2 separate regions of the Sus scrofa genome follow, and region 2 is linked to region 1. The links are chromatin contacts, called in public HiChIP or PLAC-seq maps. All regions are on one chromosome and are shown on one strand. Each heading gives the region's core, a stretch centred on a gene start, on an enhancer-like site or on the middle of the called end of the contact. The rest is flanking DNA. Distances are from core to core; before and after follow the strand shown.

Region 1 (2,840 bases), core at 247-2,746:
AGAGACTGACTGATATTTACATGTAATTTAAAAATTATTCTTTAGGAGTTCCTCTGTGGCTTAGTGGGTTAAAGATCTGGTATTGTCACTGCTGCAGCTCAGCTTGTTACTGTGGTGTGGGTTCGATCCCTGGTCTGGGAACTTTCACATGCAGTGAGTGGGGCCAAAAACAAGTATACTTTAAATTTTACTCAAATCCAAGTATCTACAAAGATGGTATTGGGGAAATTTACATAGTAGGGGTGTGAATAAGAAAACCTAGCAGAATGCATAATGCTCTGCTTCCTAAAAATTTTTCATTTTAAATGTAATTATAGGCAAGACGATCATCTTAATAGCTGTTGATTATCTTAGTGAACCACCAGGCGCATTCCTTATGATAAAATTAAATTACTAAGAGAAAATTACTGAGAATTATTTAATGCTGATATACCTTTTAAATAGTTAACTTTTAATATTCACAATGTAGTGCTTGGTGTCCTTGAGGAGCTTTTTTTTCTCAGAGGGTAATAAAATATGGGTCTTCTTAGTACAGCTGTAGGATGGTTTTTGATGATTTGAATCTTATACCGTTGAATGCCCAGATTTAATTTAATTGAAAAGAAAAATAAAACAGAACAAATAAACTGATTTCCTAAATGAAATCTTCTTGGCTTAGAAGATTAATTATGTTATTTGTGAACACTCGCAGTGCATCAAACATTACTCAAGATAAGGTGTAGACTTTCCACTCAGGGAACTTAAAATCTAGAGGGGGGAAGAAAAAGGCAACTTATCATGTTAAAGAGTGGTCACGGCAGAGTCTCGAATTTTCAGAACAAGTATATATAATTCCAACTCCTCCCATTCTAATTATTACGCAGGATGGGACAATTACTTTTGGGGAACAGTGGCATCCAGTGACAAAACTGGTTTACTAAGACTTGTGAGCCAGGAGCTGGTGAGGAAGGTAGATTTTTTTTTCCTCAATGAATTTTATTACATTTATAGTTGTAATTGTGATCATTACAACCCAATTTTGTAGCATTTCCATCTCAAACCTCAGGCCCCTCCCCCCACCCCCAACCTGTCTCCTTTGGAAACTATAAGTTTTTCAAAGTCTGTGAGTCAGTGTTTATTATGCAAAGAAGTTCATCGTGTCCTTTTTCTAGATTCCACATGTAAGTGATAGCATATGATGTTGGCTAACTTCACTTAGCATGATAATTTCTAGGTCCAGGTAGACGGGTTTTTCTTGTTTTTTGTTTTTTGTTTTCCAGGTAGATGGTTTTTGAGAAGGCTATTCCAAAGCTTGGTAATAGCAGATGACTGTGGATGGTTGGGAACAGGAAAAGTTCATTGAATGCCTTGGCTAACAGCTCACTGTTGAGTAACCTTTGTGCTATAAGGCACACCACTGTCAGACTGAAAATGGTCCAGACAGCACAGCACTTGACTCAGATTAATTTCATGGGCCATACTCTCGTGATGGAGCTGACTGATTGGTGTGTAATAGCAATTCCATAAATGGAAAATATGTCAACAGTGGGATGAGCCACTCTGAGAGGGGACAGTGTAGTCAGGATGTCAGGAGCATGGGACCATGCCCTGTGTGTGATGTGTCCTCCCTGGCCATGAGCCAGATGGGTCAGCTTGTAGCAGGAGTCACAAGTTTGGCACGTGGTGGTAGCCTCTCCCGCAGAAACACAAACTGCTTTACTTTGTGCCCAGTCTAAAGGTGGGTGTATATCTGGAACAGTGATGGATCCAGGCAGTGATGGTGGCAATCTGCGCGGGTCTGGCTCAATCTGAAGCTTGATTTCAGTCATTCTCAATGAAGAATGGACTCTTTCCTGGGCATCTATGTGAATTACCTGAATCATCCACTCAGCAGCTGTGATTTGCTTCCATAGTTTTCAGACTCAAAAGGTGCTGTCTTTAATCTTCCAGTCTGCAGTTTTCCAAGTGGCAACCAAACAGGCAGGCTATTGGCAATAGTCCAAGAATCAGTAAAACTATAACAGATTTATCCAGAGGAGTTCTGGCCAGAGACATGAGAATAACCTTGAAATCTGCCCCCTGAATAGAGTGACTCTGCCCTTTGTTGGTCCTTCACAGTTCTCACTGGGGTTGAAAGGCACAGCAGACCAGTGAAGACCATTAGGTTTCAGATTAGTGAACCAGGCCCAGAGACTCTATCTAAGTGGTAAAATCATTACTGATAGAGACTTGCAGCTCAAAGGGGTCATTAGGGCTGTGGGGCCCCAAGGGGACTAGCATTCTCTACATGTGGCTTCTCTTGGTCACAAATGTCTATAAACATTTACAATACAGGCATGGAAAGTATCCATACCAACTGTACATCCAGTGTGAAAGCCACACAAATTATATATATATATATATAATATATTAATAATGTAATATTAATATATAAATTATATGTAAATTATATATAATTATATATTATTATATGTAATTTTAAAGTAAATATATCTATTAAAAAATATATATAAAATATATTTTAGGGCCACTCCTATGGCATATGGAAATTCTCAGACTAGGTGTCAAATTGGAGCTACAGCTGCAGGCCTATGCCACAGCCACAGCAACGCCAGATCTGAGCTACATCTGTGACCTACACCATAGCTCGCGGCAAATGCCAGACCCTTAACCCACTGATCGAGGCCAGGGATGGAACCCGCATCCTCATGGATACTAGTCAGGTTTGTTTCTGCTGAGCCACAGTGGGAACTCTCAATATATTGTAAACTTTCCTTCTCCACTTTGAACAGGCCCCACCAGCGGAATCCTGACATCTCTTCTCCCTGCAGATTGGGTTGGAGCATGACTTTGGCACCCTT
Region 2 (2,840 bases), core at 148-2,647, 300 kb before region 1:
CACAAAAACTGTTTATATTTCATTTCTTTATATGTGCATATTCTACCAACACTTTCTTACCTTCAGTTTAGGAATGAGTAGAGATGGACTGAAAAGAAATTATGAGCTGTCCTATCGTTCATTTTCCTATGTCATCATTTTTAAAGTGGTTAGAAAATAGAAAACAGTAGCATTCCTCAGGTATTCATATTTCATAGAACACCATTGCCATGCTATGTCCAAAGCAAGTTCTGGTTCAAAAGAAACCGGAAAAGCCTCTCAGGGCTTTCAGCACCCCTATATCTCCAATTAGAGAGGTACCGACTGATATGGAACCTGCCCACAGAATTCCAGGAGACCCACAGAGCATTTTCAAAAGAAAATTCAGAGAAAGTCACTTGATGTGAATGTTTTACTAAGAAACAAACTGCGAATCAGGAGACCTCTAACTAGAAGTGATTAGAAACTCTTCGCTCAGCAGTTACAGCTCAGTTCATAAAGCCTGAATGAGGGAGTCCATTTTCGCTGTTGTTGCGACTGGTTACCAGAAACTTCTACTTTTTTTGATTAGTAGAATCATTATACTTGTTTGGAGCTCATTGGCTACAACCCAAACACTAATATTAGCATGTTAGCGATAAGGTCACAGAAACATGAAGAATTTTTACAGCTTAAATTTTGTTTTAAAGTCAGAGCCAGCACTTTAGGGAAATCACTCTGACAACACAAGCTAACCGAGCCTGCCATCAGAACAGGCACTGGTACAGTTAATAGAAAAGGATTAGGTAGTTGTCTAGAGCATGGAAAATAGTGGGGTGTGGACCTGAAAATACTTAGAAAGTAGAATTGACAGGACTGGGTAACTGGACGTGGAAAAGCTAAGGGAGAATAATCAATAAGGAAAATTCCCCGGGCTTCTGGGCAGGTAACTGGACGGGTGGTGCCACTTCCTGAGGGTTAAAGAAACAAAGGTAGTTGGGCAAAGAGAAAGCAGCTGGAGCTGAATATTTCAAATATCTGCAACTTCGCTAATAAAATTCCTTTAATCCAAAAACGGGTCCCTATTTTGGTTTGAATATCCCTTTAGCTGCCTCCGGGCTGCAGGCTGACAACTAGGAACATTTTTCTCACAAGAGGGAGCCCTTGCACACCACCTCGAAGACCGGCTGCAGTACGACTAAAGAAACAGGAAGCTTTGAACGCCCTAAAACACCCGTCCTTAAAGGTGTCGGAGAGGCTCCACCCCAAAAAGCCAACAACTCGGAGGCGGAGGCGAACTGAGCCGACGGGTTGACTCTGCCTGACAACTGGCTCCGCCCTCCCGGAAGGGGGGGCGGGTGCCCGGATGTGGGTTCTCAGCAGCAGTGTTTCGCGCGAGGCCGCCGGGCGGGGCGGGGTTCTGCCGGCTCCAGAGTGTCACGTGACCCAAGCTAGCCAGCCAATGGGTGAGCGCGGCGGAGAATTTCGAATGTGATCGTAGCAGTCAGCGGGCGGCTAGAGACGGTGCGGGAGCCTTGCGGGGCCTGGAACTCACGGCGCGCACGGCAGACAGCCTCGCGGAGCCTTGGAATGTGAGGAGGAAGGCTACAGCTGTGGCAGAAGCCGTGGCCAAGGTATTGTGGTGGACGCCCCCGCGGGAGGCGCGTCTCCGGGCCTCTTCCGGCAGCCCCCACCTCCCGCCCCGCTTTCTCGGAAAAGAAGGGGTCGCAGGTTTTTCCGGCGTGGCGCTGGGGGTAGTGACCCCTGTCCCCCTTCCCTCGGGACGTCCCTGTGGTTCTGAGTTCAATGGCGAAAAACTCAGGCTGTGAAGTAGGCCTGAACGGTTGCCTTTCTCTGTTCGGCCACCCGACCTGGGCTTTTCGATGCTCAGTTTCCTCTAATGTTAAATGGAGACCCAAACCTCCCGCCTTGCCGAATTGTGTGATTTAAGTGATGTGTAAATAAAGCGTTTTCAGTGACTAAAAGCCCCAAGTTCAACATCAGGGCACACACTGGCAGCTCTCCTGTGCAGCGCCATAACGTTGACGTCCCTTTCTTTTGATGTTTCTCTTACCCTGGAGAAGTGTCCTGTGCGGCTGCCCCAGCAGCAGAAATGGTGAAAGAATTTTAGTGGATATCACATATTCTAGGTTCTTTTGACTCGAGACCCCTTACCCGAATACTGGACAGACGGAGACTACCCTGATTGTTGTCATTCATTCTTCCCACCACACCCCCTTTGAACACCATGGGCCTAGACAGGAATGAGGCCTCTGATGCGACAACTTTCTTTTGTTATATTAAGTTCATCAAATGGAATGACGAATATTTTTTAGATGTGCTTTGCTTTTTAAATACCTTATCTAGACTAACTCGGTTAGTTACCTAATCTGTATACTCTCAAACATCTCCAGGTTCAAACAAAAACTCCATTGTGTCAGGCTATTTTATACAACCCACTTAACACTAGTGCTTTAAAAAAAAAAAATTGTGCTTGCTCTACTGGAAACATCCAGTATATATTATATCTACATTGGAAGAAAGAAAATATTTAAATGAAATGGACAATATCTATATTAAAGACCCCAGAGTAAAATAAGGAAGGCCTGGAGGAAATACTCAAGAAAATATAAGGTTCAGGAAAATATTTGACTAACTTAGAGGAGATAAAACTATCCTTTGTAGTGAAAGTTGTATATGGATGGTTGTCAGAAACAGGAATTATATTTTGCAATTTTAAGATCTGCAAAGTACAATCTAGGGCAAAAGATGTTCATGAAAAGTAGTTTGACATACTTAGTAGCAGAATACTGAAGCATGTCTGAGTTGCAGCACTGAAAGATTTAAGCATACTTAACGTACTCAATAGCACAGTCCACTGG

The links. HiChIP or PLAC-seq counts read pairs in DNA pulled down with a chosen protein or histone mark.
Region 2: a contact with region 1 is called in an H3K27ac HiChIP or PLAC-seq map of alveolar macrophages. The contact joins the promoter of SGO1 here to the enhancer-like site in region 1. A contact is called at or near these places in 2 of 5 promoter capture datasets (fetal liver and liver), 20 of 47 Hi-C or Micro-C datasets (adipose tissue, alveolar macrophages, brain and 13 more) and 2 of 2 datasets of contacts at active chromatin or transcription factors (alveolar macrophages and skeletal muscle).

What each region holds. Positions count from the first base shown.
Region 1 is chr13:6,849,132-6,851,971 of Sscrofa11.1, reverse strand. The region is part of intron 9 of EFHB (EF-hand domain-containing family member B); the gene reads left to right. Among named protein-coding and RNA genes, the nearest start is that of EFHB, 48 kb to the left of the region's middle. Within about 2 kb of position 1,496, at least 7 of the 83 cell types and tissues checked have an H3K27ac peak or open chromatin away from gene starts, as enhancers often do. A contact at or near this core is called in alveolar macrophages, embryonic fibroblasts and fetal liver, where this site is marked.
Region 2 is chr13:7,151,759-7,154,598 of Sscrofa11.1, reverse strand. It overlaps SGO1 (shugoshin 1), which reads left to right and starts at 1,397. Exons shown (of 8, transcript XM_003132070.4): 1 at 1,397-1,592.